2 separate regions of the Sus scrofa genome follow, and region 2 is linked to region 1. The links are chromatin contacts, called in public HiChIP or PLAC-seq maps. All regions are on one chromosome and are shown on one strand. The core of a region is the stretch at or near the end of the contact, and the rest is flanking DNA. Distances in the headings are between cores, read along the strand shown. Region 1 overlaps ABLIM1 (actin-binding LIM protein 1). Region 2 holds the start of ABLIM1 (actin-binding LIM protein 1).

The links. HiChIP or PLAC-seq counts read pairs in DNA pulled down with a chosen protein or histone mark.
Region 2: a contact with region 1 is called in an H3K27ac HiChIP or PLAC-seq map of skeletal muscle, with 4 times the contacts expected there. The contact joins the promoter of ABLIM1 here to the enhancer-like site in region 1. A contact is called at or near these places in 1 of 5 promoter capture datasets (liver), 6 of 47 Hi-C or Micro-C datasets (brain, heart right ventricle, liver and 2 more) and 1 of 2 datasets of contacts at active chromatin or transcription factors (skeletal muscle).

Annotation. Positions count from the first base shown.
Region 1 is chr14:125,034,854-125,042,148 of Sscrofa11.1, forward strand. The region is part of intron 1 of ABLIM1 (actin-binding LIM protein 1); the gene reads right to left. Among named protein-coding and RNA genes, the nearest start is that of ABLIM1, 70 kb to the right of the region's middle. Within about 2 kb of position 4,593, at least 15 of the 83 cell types and tissues checked have an H3K27ac peak or open chromatin away from gene starts, as enhancers often do. A contact at or near this core is called in liver, retroperitoneal adipose tissue and skeletal muscle, where this site is marked.
Region 2 is chr14:125,104,129-125,110,746 of Sscrofa11.1, forward strand. It overlaps ABLIM1 (actin-binding LIM protein 1), which reads right to left and starts at 4,592. Exons shown (of 22, transcript XM_021073372.1): 1 at 4,372-4,592. The coding sequence starts at 4,384. It overlaps LOC110256765 (a long non-coding RNA gene), which reads left to right and starts at 2,036. Exons shown (of 3, transcript XR_002338710.1): 1 at 2,036-4,093.

The DNA.
Region 1 (7,295 bases), core at 3,343-5,842:
ATGGAAGTGGGACAGGGTATATTTTAAGAATGTGGCTAAGGAGGAGTCAGGAATACACTTACTTTGGGGTTTCGTGGAATATATCTCTGAGGTTCACGGTCACCTCTGTGTATTGTTATGTCATTGCTAGCTACCATCACAGTGTAAAAAGGACTTCCAGGCACAACACTGACTCAGTGTCATGACATGAAGATGTGAGACCAGCGGGCACATGATAAGAATATGTCCCATGGCATTCAGTACAAGAATTATGTGGGCACAAGAAGAGAACCAGGGTTTAAACTGTACAGAGGTCTATGGAGAAAAATCTTCCAACCCTCAGACAGGTCAAGTCAGAAGCTGAGGATTTGCTCCTCATCAACATCTAGTCAAAGTTCTCCTACCATGAATACACTTGATAATGAAACAGATAAGATGAGAAATGAACCACACTTTTTTTTTTTTTGGTCTTTTTAGGACTCCACTTGAGGCATATGGAAGTTCCCAGGCTAGGAGTCAAATCAGAGCTGCAGCTGTCAGCCTACACCACAGCCACAGCAACACAGGATCCGAGCTGCACCTTTGACCTACACCGCAGCTTATAGGAACACTGGATCCTTAATCCACTGAGTGAGGCCAGGGATCGATCGAACCCATAACCTCACTGTTACTAGTCAGATTCATTTCCTCTGCACCACAACGGGAACTCCATGAACCATACATTTTTAAGTAGGCAGTATGTGAAATCAATGATCAAAATTCTGGGCTCAGTGGGCTAATGAGCCCAACTAGAATCCATGAGGACACAGGTTTGATCTCTGGCCTCGCTCAGTATGTTAAGGATCCAGCATTGCCATGAGCTGTGGTGTAGTTTCAGACGCAGCTCAGATCCCATGTTGCTGTGGCTCTGGTGTAGGCCAGTGGCTACAGCTCAGATTCAACCCCTAGCCTGGGAACCTCCTTATGCCGCAGGTGTAGTCCCTTTAAAAAGACAAAAAAAAAAAGAAAAAAATTCTGGTATGTATAGACCCAAAACTATGGCAGTTGAGTGCAACTGTATGCGAAATTGCTTGTTTTATGTATTCCAGTGAGAAATATTTTAAAAATACATTTTAATAAACTACGCTAAAAGAGAGATGAAAGTATTTTTCCCTTCTCTATATAGAAAATATTACAAAATTGTCATGTGAAGAGGTAATCAAAGAGTATGCCACCTAAAATGTAGGAGCAGAAGTATTATAAAGCTATGTCCATAATGTGTTTGTTACTAAGCTGCCTGTTGCTCTGTATGGTATGATATTTGATTAACTATCGCTTTAAAAAAAAAGAAATCTGGGAGTTCCCGCCGTCGCTCAGTGGTTAACGAATCTGACTAGGAATCATGAGGTTGCGGGTTTGATCCCTGGCCTTGCTAAGTGGGTTAAGGATCTGGCGTTGCCGTGAGCTGTGGTATAGGTCACAGACGCGGCTTGGATCCCGTGCTGTTGTGGCTCTGGTGTAGGCCGGTGGCTACAGCTCCAATTTGACCCCTAGCCTGGGAACTTCCATATGCCGCGGGAGTGGCCCAAGAAATGGCAAAAATACCAAAAAAAAAAAAAAAAAAAAAAAGAAATTTGACATTTCTTGTGATTTTTTTTCTCTTCCAAAATAAGCATTCAGGGAGTTCCCATCGTGGTGCAGTGGAAATGAATCCGACTAGGAACCATGAGGTTGCGGGTTTGATCCCTGGCCTCGCTCAGCGGGTTAAGGATTCGGTGTTGCTGTGAGCTGTGGTGTAGGTCGCAGATGCAGCTTGGATCCCACATTACTGTGGCTCTGGCGTAGGCTGACAGCTACAGCTCCAATTAGACACCTAGCCTGGGAACCTCCATATGCCGTGGGAGTGGCCCTAAAAGGACAAAAAGACCAAAAAAAATTATAAAAAATAAGCATTCATCTTTATACCCAATTTTGCATTCATATTTTTCATTATTTTCCCTAAAGGGCGCTCCTCAAATAATATAATCTTCAGGTTCCATAAAACCTAGATGCCCTTCTAATTAGTGTAACTAACTACATATACCACCATCCCCACCACATGCATACACATGCATGCTTGCACACACACACATTTACTTGGGCAAGAACTGCCAGGTTTACCCAGGTCAAGGACACCCACCCATCCATTCCTCCCTCAGGTTCAACTGCGCACTAGATCCAGAGGTGGAGTGACTCAAGAGGGCTTTGGCAACTATCGGAATTGTATTAACACGTGGTCTTGACAGACTACACGCTTTGGCTTTCTAGAAAGAAATGTACAGGTCCATATCTGCACACGAAGTGTTTGACCTCCACTATCTCGGCGAAAAGGTGAGCCTCTGAAACAAGTGTTCGTCTTTAACCGATTCCTTAAAATTCTTTTTTTAATGATTTTTATTTTTTCCATTATAGTTAGTTTACGGTGTTCCATTAATTTTCTACTGTACAGCAAAGTGACCCAGTCACTCATACATACATCCTTTTTCTCACATTATCCTTCATCATGTTCCATCATAAGTGACTAGATACAGTTCCCTGTGCTGTACAGCAGGGTCTCATTGCTTATCCACTCCAAATGCAATAATTCGCACCTATTAACCCCAGATTCCCAGTCCATTCCACTCCTTCCCTCTCCCCCTCTTAAAATCCTAAAGACATTCTGATATGCCCTGCTTAAAGTCCACCTATAAGCTCATCCTTGCATATAAGCAGCTCTTGAAAGGTCAGTCAGGAGTCACTCTGTGTATAGCGGAAATTGGCATAACATTGTAAATCAACTATACTTTAATAACATTAAATTAAATTAAAATAATTAAATTAAAGGCTCGTGAGTTATTATGATTATATTCAAGCTATCCCTATTCCATCGGGGGGTCTGCAGTCCCTATAGGTTGTCTCTCTCTGTCACCAGACACCATATACTCATCAGTCACAAGTAAATTTTCACCTGTCACTAGAACAGTAACAGAAGTCATCTTATTTCTGGGTGTCTCAAGCAAGGCAGTGAATACTGATATCCAGGCTCCCATGAGATGTCAGGTTTCACTAGGGTTTTGCAAAATTGTCTTTTGCTGATTGTCTTGTTTGCAGTCATCCCACTTCACCTTACCCTGAGCGCTTCTGCTGCTATAGGATGGCTGTCATGCTGGCTTTCTTGGCTTGGGTGTTTGACTTTTAAGTCATCATATGGTTTAGACACACATGCTAAGTGGAGAAAAGCCAAGTAGATGACAACTCACACTCTGATGCCATTAGTGACCACTGTTCAGTGATACGTGGAACAACCTGGTACAGGCTGAAGACCAGGAATATTGGGGCTTTTTAGGGCAAAGTTGAATCTGCTCAACGAAGTGTCAGTGATTTACATGAGTACTTCTTACCTATTACACATCAACGGCTAGGGCAATGGATTGCTTTCTTTCCTTCCAGTTCTAGCTGCTAATGAAATACACATCTTCTCACCCCGTTATTTCCATGACATAGCTGACAGAGTATTGTGATAACTGACTCAGGATTTAACCAGGAAGAGGGGGCGCTGCTCTAAGAATATGCCCAGGAAGGAGGAAGCCAATTCCTACTGTGCTGGCCTCTTTCTGGGGCACATGTGTTACTTGCCAAGAATGGCAGAAGAATGGGTTTCCACTCTGGAACTAATACAGGATAAACCCCTTCGGATGGAATATCCAAGATCCCACTAAAATCCTGCATTTAGGGGGTGTTATAAATTTGTTATTCTGTTAAGAAGGAACAAGGGAGCCATGTCCCCAAGAACATTGGTTTTTAAGTACACAATAATAAGATCCGACGATAAACTACACATCTGAGATTAAGAAGATCTAAATTCGAGATGAAGGGAAAGGGAAAATAAAGAACAGGCACTGTCAAGAAGCAATCCCTCAAGGTTCTTCTTACCAATGAAGGGGATTACAAGCTTCTAACCCCACATCCTGCCACTGGCATTGACTTAGAGAAAGCATGGCGTTTTCATTTGTGTTAGGTTTTTTGTTGTTGTTGTTTTGTGTTTTTGTTTGTTTGTTTTTGTTTTTGTTGTTTGTTTGTTTGTTTGTTTTGTTTTTTGTAACACTAAGGAACTTTCCATCAGACAGCTTCATTCAACAGGATTGTTTCCCTTGAAGCTTTTTTAAAAAAACCTCACTCCTTTCGATAAAAAAAATAAAATAAAATAAAGTGAGGAATTCACACCCATCTTTCTCTAAATGCACACTGAGCAAGTGATAAATATCACTGTTACAGAAGAAATGTATCTCCTTGCTTAACAAATACACACAATGGATCTAGTGACAGCTTAAAAGGGGCTCAAATGAGACAAAACTGGAAACTGGCTTGGACCTCCTCTGTGTTAACTGCCTTCTGTGCTGGGAAGGTGCTGCATTTACAGGGTCTCCACACCAACCTGGACTTGAAAAATCATCTCCCAGAAGTGCCTCAGGAGAAGCCTCAATCAATATATCATAATCAGCCCTGGCAAACATTTTACTTTCTAGAACATTCTTCCCCAAAGAGCATTCTCTGCAGTGGCCCTCCTATGCTGTTTAGCATGGAATTGAGTCCTTTCTTCCTGTTTATTAACCACGGGGTCGGAGCTGGTTTTCTAATTAACTTCATCTGGATCATGAAGTCATCCATTTGTGACCTTGGACTTCACATCTCATTTTACAGATGAGAAAACTAAAGTTCACTAAGGCTGAGTGACTTTCTGCTGATCAGAAAGCTAAGCAAACTGAGCCCAGAATGGTCTTTGGACAAGGAGCCTAGGGCTTTTTCTGCTAAAGCACTTCTGGGTCCCCAGCCAAACACAGCCATTCAAAAGTGGACTGTCAACCGCCAGCACTGAAAGAAGCCAGTGATCCTGGCACCTTCAGTGGGAAGCTGCACTTGACAAAGATTTGAAAACTCTGGAGGGGTGACATCCTTGTGACTAACGTTATCAAAAGGTTCCCAAATCAGAGCTGGATGTGTTCAGTCACTGCTGATGCCAAGCTGTCCTCCAACTGCAACCCCAGCAGGCAGCGCCACAGAAGAAGGTAAAATGCTCCCTCTGTTTATCTTGGGGTTACACACACACACACACACACACACACACACACACACACACACAGGGTTTGGGTTTGGTTTGAATTTATACGGCCTGCACCAAAAAGTCAACAGCAGATTATTTTATGTAAACTATTTACAGATTCAGAAATGAAGGAAAAGCCTTAAGAAAACAATTATCTATTCACTGCAATAAATAAATAAACTGACCTCACATTAGGTTCCTATAATATATACAGAACAAGGATAATTATTTTTAAAAAACTTCAGATTCCTCTTTCTCTCTTCCGCCTTCCCTCCTTCTCCCCTCCCCTTTCATGCCATGAAGACAGAAGTGACTCCAATGTCAATTTCTGTGTACTCTTATTAAAGAAAGAAAGAAAGGAAAAAACACAAAACCCAAAGTGGGAGCCACATCTAAAAATTTTAATACTTTAAAAAGCTACTTGTGTTTAATATAATATTGTTATTAAAAAACTTATTATCATGGAGGCACAGACTTTCTTATGTGATGTAGAGGAAAAAAGGCAAAAAGATTTCCCAGACAGGAGTTCCCATCGTGGTGCAGTGAAACGAATCCAACTAGGAACCATGAGGTTGCGGGTTCAATCCCTGGCCTCGCTCCCGGGGTTAAGGATCCGGCATTGCTGTGAGCTGTAGTGTAGGTTGCAGATGCGGCTCGGATCCCGTGTTGCTGTGTCTGTGGTGTAGGCCAACAGCTGCAGCTCTGATTTGACCCCTAGCGTGGGAACCTCCATATGCCATGGGTATGGCCCTAAAAAGCAAAAAAAAAAAAAAAAAAAGAAAGAAAGAAAGACAGAAAAGCTATCTCTGCATAGACCAAATGAAAACCTATTTCTGCACAGACCGAGACAAAATCCACAGAAAACAAATGGCTGCATGGGGCAAATGCTCTTGTGATCAGATCACATGAACATGGATTTCAGCGTGACTGACCAACCACGACAGAGGGGAAATAACTGCCCACCCCCCGGGAGGGGAGGGAATCAGGGGGAGTACATCTGTATAATGCAACACTATGAGTGTGTGTGTGTGTGTGTGTGTGTGTGTGTGTTGAAATATGGCAAAGTGGATGGTAAACTGTAATATCATTAAAAAAAAAAAAAAAAAAAAAAAAAAGATTTCCCAGACAGGCTGAGGGCCAAGGGAGTTGGAAGAGAGAGCCAAGAGAGAAAATTCCAGTCATCTTAGTTGCTCTACTTAGGTAGCACTGCACTTTCCTCTTAAGGAACTAGCCAAACACCATTAATTTTCACAAACACACCTAGGATTAGTATTCAACCCTCTTCCTTCAATTCTTTCCAAGCAAAATCAGAGGCTAGAAAAGGACAAGCCTGGGAATTTGGGAATCTTCTGCTCTTTGCCCAGTAAGAACACATGGAGTAAAACAAAACAAAAAACAGATTGCATTCCTTAAAAGACACGTATTTCCTAACAGTGCTTCCTCCCTGATAAGCCATCCAGGCTAACACTGAGCCCAGCGGGTAACTGCATGGTGCTCACACACAGGGTCAGTCCTCCAAAAAAGGCAGTGAGTGGAGGGGACCTCGTCCTTCTGACCTCAGCTTTCACGGTGACCTCTCCTTTCCTTTCCATAAGAAACCCACAGTAACAGTCTTAATATTTGGAGTTCGGGGGCTATTTAAGCTTGAAACTGAAACACATACTTCTAAAAGAAAATCTCTCTTCTGAACACTCATTTTTAATTTTCAACTAAATAGTACACTTCTGAATTCTTTCATTTGCATACCAAGAATAAGGAACATGCAAACAGACCTACGGGTGGAAATATATGCCACAGGCATAGCCCTGAAAAAAAGTAAGAGTTAGGAACACGGGCTGGAGCAATCAAATTTGACTCCCACCATCACATGGAGCTGCTGTCATGGAGCCACGTCATGGACGTTCCAGCTGCTCCTACTTCTCCCTCTCTTCATCAACCAAAATAATCAAGTGTTTCCACAAAAGGGCAGTGTGAGGATGAAGCAGAAACTCTCTCTCTGGTACTATTAGAAGTGCATTTTCTTTTCTTCCTTCCTTCTTTCTTTCTTTTTTTAAATGGGCTGCATGCATGGCATATGGACGTTCCCAGGCCAGGGATTGAATCCTAGCTGCAGCTGTGACCTACCCTGCTGCTTCAGCAATGCTGGATCCTTTAACCCACTGTGTCAGGCCAAAGAGAGAACCCGCACCCGAGCCACTGCAGTCAGATTTTAACCCAC
Region 2 (6,618 bases), core at 3,342-5,841, 69 kb after region 1:
AACTTAATATACTTCTGTTTGGATTTTAATATAATACTTTACAATTTAAATATTTAATAGAGCCATTAAAACATGAAGATATTTTCATAATATTAATACGTTGATAATAAATTTCAACACATTACTTTTATAACTCAAGAACAGCTTTTTTCAAAACTCGATGGATGGTACAGAACTCTGAATTACAAGTAACAAACTCTGATTCAGTAGCTGCCGAGTCTGCCTGTATATAAGAATCAACGGAAGCTTATTTAAAAACTCAGATTTCCAGGCCTTTCCCTGACTAGCCAGAGTCAGTCAATCTGAAGCAGAACTCTCGTATCAGCATGTTTAATAAATACGACAGATGATTCTTTGACCCTGCTCGAATCTAATGATCCTCAGAATTACCTGGGGAGCTTTTCACGTGGTATATAGATGTTTGGGCTCTACCTTTAGAATTTATGATCCATTAGACCTGGAATGAGGCCTGAGAGTCTACATTTTTAAAAGGTTATCAAGACGATTCTTCCCAGATTTGGAAAGGTTATTCTAGGTGTTATAATTTCCTCCACTTTGTCAACTCAAAAATCAAGGCATGATGGCTCCATTTTGATCTCTAGCAGTAAAAATACAACACCAAATTAAAATTCTTTGATGAGACTATTCTAAAAGACCACAATGTGGGAAATGTCTTAACTTACCATGGAATTTAAGAATCACTTTAATTGTTAGTTTGAATAATGAATTAAATTTTAGTACTCTATATCTTTTTTTTTTTTGTCTTTTGTCTTTTGTCCTTTTTTAGGGCTACACTTGCGGCATATGGAAGTCCCTAGGCTGGGGGTCGAACTGGAGCTACAGCTGCCGGCCACAGCCACAGCCACAGCCACAGCAATGCCAAATCCTTAATCCACTGAGCCAGGCCAGGGATTGAACCCGCATCCTCATGAATACTAGTCGGGTTCGTTAACCACTAAGCCCATGACGGGAACTCCAGTATTCTGTATCTTAAAGACATTAACTCAAAAATATTTTTCTAAGCACTATTAATAAAAGTACTTTTATGAGGCTCCATTGACTTCAATGTTTTCAATTTTTAAAAAATATTTCTATCCTATCCCTGCTATAACCTACAAGTCTAGATATTAGAAATAAGCAGTGATCACTTTTTATTTTTTTATTTTTTATTTTTTTTTGGTCTTTTTGTCTTTTTTTTTGTTGTTGTTGTTGTTGCTATTTCTTGGGCCGCTCCCGCGGCATATGGAGGTTCCCGGGCTAGGGGTCGAATCGGAGCTGTAGCCACCAGCCTACGCCAGAGCCACAGCAACGCAGGATCCGAGCCGCGTCTGCAACCTACACCACAGCTCACGGCAACGCCGGATCGTTAACCCACTGAGCAAGGGCAGGGACCGAACCCGCAACCTCATGGTTCCTAGTCGGATTCGTTAACCACTGCGCCACGACGGGAACTCCAGTGATCACTTTTTAAATTAATGAGACTCATCTGTCCAATATCTAGACACCTTCCTAATGATAAGTTTGGTATTTAAGCAGACACATTAACTTTCTGACCCTAAAGGTTTATCTCTACTGTCAGGAATAGAGATGAGAGCAGGTATTCCATTAGAAAAGCATAGTGGAGGATTTCCCGTCGTGGCGCAGTGGTTAACGAATCCAACTAGGAATCATAATGTTGCGGGTTCGATCCCTGGCCTTGCTCAGTAGGTTAATGATCCGGCGTTGCCGTGAGCTGTGGTGTAGGTCGCAGACGCAGTTCGGATCCCACGTTGCTGTGGCTCTGGTGTAGGCTGGCAGCTACAGCTCCGATTAGACCCCTAGCCTGGGAACCTCCATATGCCGCAGGAGCGGCCCAAGAAAGAGCAAAAAGACAAAAAAAACAAAAAAAAGAGAAGAAAAGCATAGAGCTCAGTTCTGAAAACATCTTTCATAAAAAAATAAATGGCAAACAGACATTTTTCAACATGAGCTGAATTCAAGTAGCTATTATACTAGGCACTCTACTAATCATTTAGAATTTTTTTTTTGCGCAAATTCATAAAAATGAAAGTACTTCATAAAAACAGAAGGAAAAACCCAGTCACTGGTAATTTCTAGGAAGTCCTGGTCCTGAAAGTGTAAGAGGAGGAACTAGAGTGGGGATATCAGAGGAATAACAACACCAAGGACCAATGGCCAGGTTACCCTCACCTGACCATTACCAAATGTCCACGAAGGCATTCCGAAATGTCCTGGGAATTCCAAATTACCTCCTAAGGCCATTTCCTTTCAATCTCAAGAATAGGGCCTTTTCTCTCTCAGTAACTCAATGACCATGATGTTTACTATAATATTCCAAGGATGAGTAATAGAGGGGCAGTAGAACAAAGCGGACGTGATGAAAAGGCACACAGACCTGGCTAAAAATCAGGATCTGCCATCTACCCACTGCTGGAGCTCAGGCCAGTTGCTGGATTGGGGAGGTAAAAACAGTATCTACTTGATTCAGTTACTGTGAGGCTTAATTGATAGAACACATGTCAAGTGTTAGACACATAATAACTGATATTTATCACATTTTTTCCTCTCTCTGACATAATAGTCAGACTCTAAACTGTTAAATGCAAGATTACCAACATGAATTTCAAGGCGAAACAAGACAGATTAAGTGAAATGTCCGTGTCTGACTCCAGATCATCCTGCTCGAAGTCAGGTTCAAGAAGACATATTCAAGAACCAAGTCCCAATTCAGTGCTCTAGCCTCTGAATCAATGGGGCCATCTTCATTTTGTATCCTTAGATAAACCACAGGGACCTTGTAATAGAAGGGGCCAGAGGCAAGGTGAAACTGGGGGGTTATGTAATGAACTTGTTGCCTCCTAGGACAGACCAAGGTTCCCAGGAGCTACTTGGCTCCTACAAAGTGCAAGGATCTGTGTACTAAGAGGTTTGGGTGGCACAAAGCCACATCAGAAGTGGACTCTGACCACAGAGAGTTTTACAACCTATGAGAACTGGTCCCCACGTGTTCTTTGTACTTAGGACAGAGGTCAGGACCAAAAGCCTGTCTTAGAACACAGTTCAGAGATTATGCAGTTGAGATCACATGGAAGATCCCATACAAACATCCAGTTCCCTGTAATCATATCTGTTCCACCCTCTTTTTTCTTTTCTCTAATACATAGAAATCATTAGGCTTCATCAGGCAGGTAGTGTCTCAGGGCCCCATATCACCCCAGGTGAGATCTATGATGTAAATTTCCCTCACTGCGACTCCCCGGCATCACCCCATTTCCAGGCACAGAACCAACCAACCACATTGCCAGACCATCAAAGACCAGTTTTTTAAAAAAAGAGTTTAAACAATCGATAGAATTTACTTTATTCCTTACATGCCCCAGAATGAACCCTGAAAGGCAACACTTAATTATCCGATACCTATGAAATTCTTACACTCCTCTCAGAAAGCAAGGTTAACCCTTTGGGGTGAAAAAAAATTACTCCTCAACTCCTCTTAAAGCTTCAGGGTATCAAAAGGGGTGATACTTATTGCTTTGCAAATGTACTTTCTAAAAATAATCAATATTTTCCTTAAAGGCTTATGGCAGAGAAACCAAGTCACTTTGCCTTAATTGCTGGCAAGCTGCACAATGACTTGATCTCTTTAATATTTCACTCATAGTAGCAGCCACTGAGCTATGACTAACCCACTCTCCCAGCATCACCGCTGGCTCCAGATGGCAAGAAATACATTCCCTTCCCTATTGCCTAAAAAGCAATTCTGATTTTTTTTTTTTTCTTTTGCCCAGTTTCACCTGCAGTAATCTGTTGACTCCAGAAAGAAAACGCCTTGAGGTGAAAGGGAGATCAATGCGAAAGAGTACAGGTAGAATTTACTTTTTGTTAATGGAGTGTAAGCTACTGCAGCTTTAAATCTTACTGCATCAAGCCCTGGATACCTTCCATAACCAAGCTGCAAAATGCTAACAAGAAAGGAGGAAAAAAATACCTCTTCCTCCCTCCCGGTCAACCCTTCAGGCCGCTCTCCGGCCGGCCTGGCAGCGGCGAGCCCATCCCCCCGCGCCCTCCCAGCCCAGACGTGCGACTGGTACAGGTAAGCCGGACACCGACCTTGGCCCTCAGCCTTCGCCCACATCCGGGGATCAAGGTCAAGGGCGAGGGCTTCCTTCCACCACCACCCCCTCACCACCCCCACCCACCCGGCCGCCCAGAGCCCGGGGATCTAATGCCAAAGTTTCAGGCCGGGCTGCGGCCGGCGCGGCTCTCGCAGCCCCTCGCCCTCGCGCACCTGCCCGGCCCGCCCTGGTCTGAGTCCGCCCCGCCGGACCGGGCGCGGGGTCCGTGGACGGTGCCCACCTGGCCCCCACTTACCCCTCGCGGACATGGTTCAGGCAGCAGGAGCCGCAGCAGGGAGGGCGCCGGAGACACTTGCCAGGGCGTGGGGAGGAAAATAGCCCCGAGCCGCACCCGGTGCACCCGCGCCCGCCCGCGCGGGGAGGCGGCTGGCCGCGCGGGGACGCCTCCCGCAGGACACCTGGCGCCGCTGGGCGCAGCGCGGCCGGCGGGCGGGGACGCGGCGGGCACGGGGATCCGCCGGGCGCGGCAACGCTGACAGCCCGAGGCCCGCGCTGGGCGGGGCCCGCCTCCCGCCTCCCCCGCCCGGCCCGCAGCCAGGCCCACCGGGTCCAGCGGCCGCGGGGGCGCGCCGCCTGCCCGAGCTTTTGTCCCCAAGCGAGCGGAGGTGCGGCGTGCGATGAGGCCTGCGTCTTCCCTTCCCCGACCTGGGTCCTCGTTAAAAAAATAATAATAGTAGTAATAATACCAGTGTTGCCGTTCTGGGTGGCCTTCCGGCCTCCCGCTTTGATCTCAGAGGGAGAGAGTAAGAAAGAAACTGTTCTGTCCCCTCCCCTAGTGATGCTCAGGTCAGGCGGGGAGACCACGGTTGCCTGGGGGGCTTGGCCCTCAGTGGGAGGAGGGCTTTGGGTGGTCCGCACGCAGGTCAAAGTAAAAGTAGGGACCAGTGGCACCCCTCGAAGTCGGCCCGGGTGGGATGGGCGGACTCTTCCTCCCGGGACCTTTGAGGTATCCCTGGAGAACAGGGCTGACCTAGTGCAGTATCCTGAGGCAACTGACACTCAAGAAATGTCTAAACACATCGTATCCTCTGAAGGGTCAGGGAGGGGCGGGGCTGAGCTAAGCTTGGAGAATACAACGGACACTCTAAACAAATCCACCTTTCCTATGTATCAGAGTAAAAAGAAAAAATACAAGAACAGTCTCCTTCTGCCCTGGAGGGTTATCACCTAGAGCTTCATGCTAGTAAGCAACCTTCCAACAGCCACCAGATCAAGAAGTTCTGAACTGAAGAGGTGGGGTTCTAAGCTTTGAGGAACAGTGCAGTAACTTATTAAACCTCTAAGACTGATCCCTGAATTGCAGTTTCAGGAATTCACACTCCCTTCCCTGTAGCTATTTCTCTATACACCCTCACAACAGATATTCTAGTTGTTTTCTATGTAAGCAGTTCCCAAATCTATCCTGATACGATGAGAGCTGTGTAAGTCTGATAATTCAGAAATATTCAAAGAATAGGTGAAAAAAATCTCTAAAAAATGATTGGTGGATAATTGACATCATTGGGGAAAAAAAGCTCAATCAAATAATCATGTGGGGAAGGAAATATTAGAAAAAAAGCCAAATAATGAGAGTAGAAATTCTCAAACTACCAACTACAAAAATTAACTCATTATTTATCCATCTTGACAACATCCCCTTCATATCTTCTAGGAGAAAAACCTGCCAACAAATCACAATCCATTTGCTTCAGTTTCAAAACAGCTCTTCTTTCCCACTATCTCAGCTCACTGTTGACCTTTCTCACCCAAAGGATGATTACAGGAAAGCCACTGCTCTCCCTACATCCTCCCTTCACTCCCTCCAGTTTATTTTGTCTATTGTCTATTGCCTATTTTCCTAAAACACTATTTATAATGTGACATCTTCAAACTCCAAATGAGTCTCGCCAATCTCCAGATAAAGCTCAACATTTCAAAGTGTCTTTATCCATACAGTTAATCCATTCAATGGCATTTTATTGAGCACATACTATATACCAGTCTCTATGGTTGGTACCAGAGTGAACTGAAAAGACATTGTCCATGTCTCTATGGAGCTAAGGTCCACGAAAATTTTGGGGACTTTCACAATCTATGCTCTTACCTCTCCAGCATCATCTCTAGCTACTCCTTTGAGAAAATGTTGTAGACAGGATACTTTTCCCTCTGTTGTTAAATATATCACAATATCTATTCTCCCTCATTCTCATTGTTCATTCCCATTGCTCTTCCCAAATGCCCTCCCCCTCACCCAAATAAATGTATATACTGCCTCCTCCTGAAATATTCTCAAACTATCCACATTGATCTCTCTTTCTCTCAACTTCTATAGCTTGTATTTCGGAACCACCTGTTTTTAATGAATACACTGCTCTGTGTTGCCATTTCATAGTTTTGTTGTATGTGTTTCCTGTATGTCCAGCTGATTTTAACTTCCTTGAAATGAAATACTTACATAATCTGAACTGAATTTGTTGTAGAAATATATCACAGAGCATATATC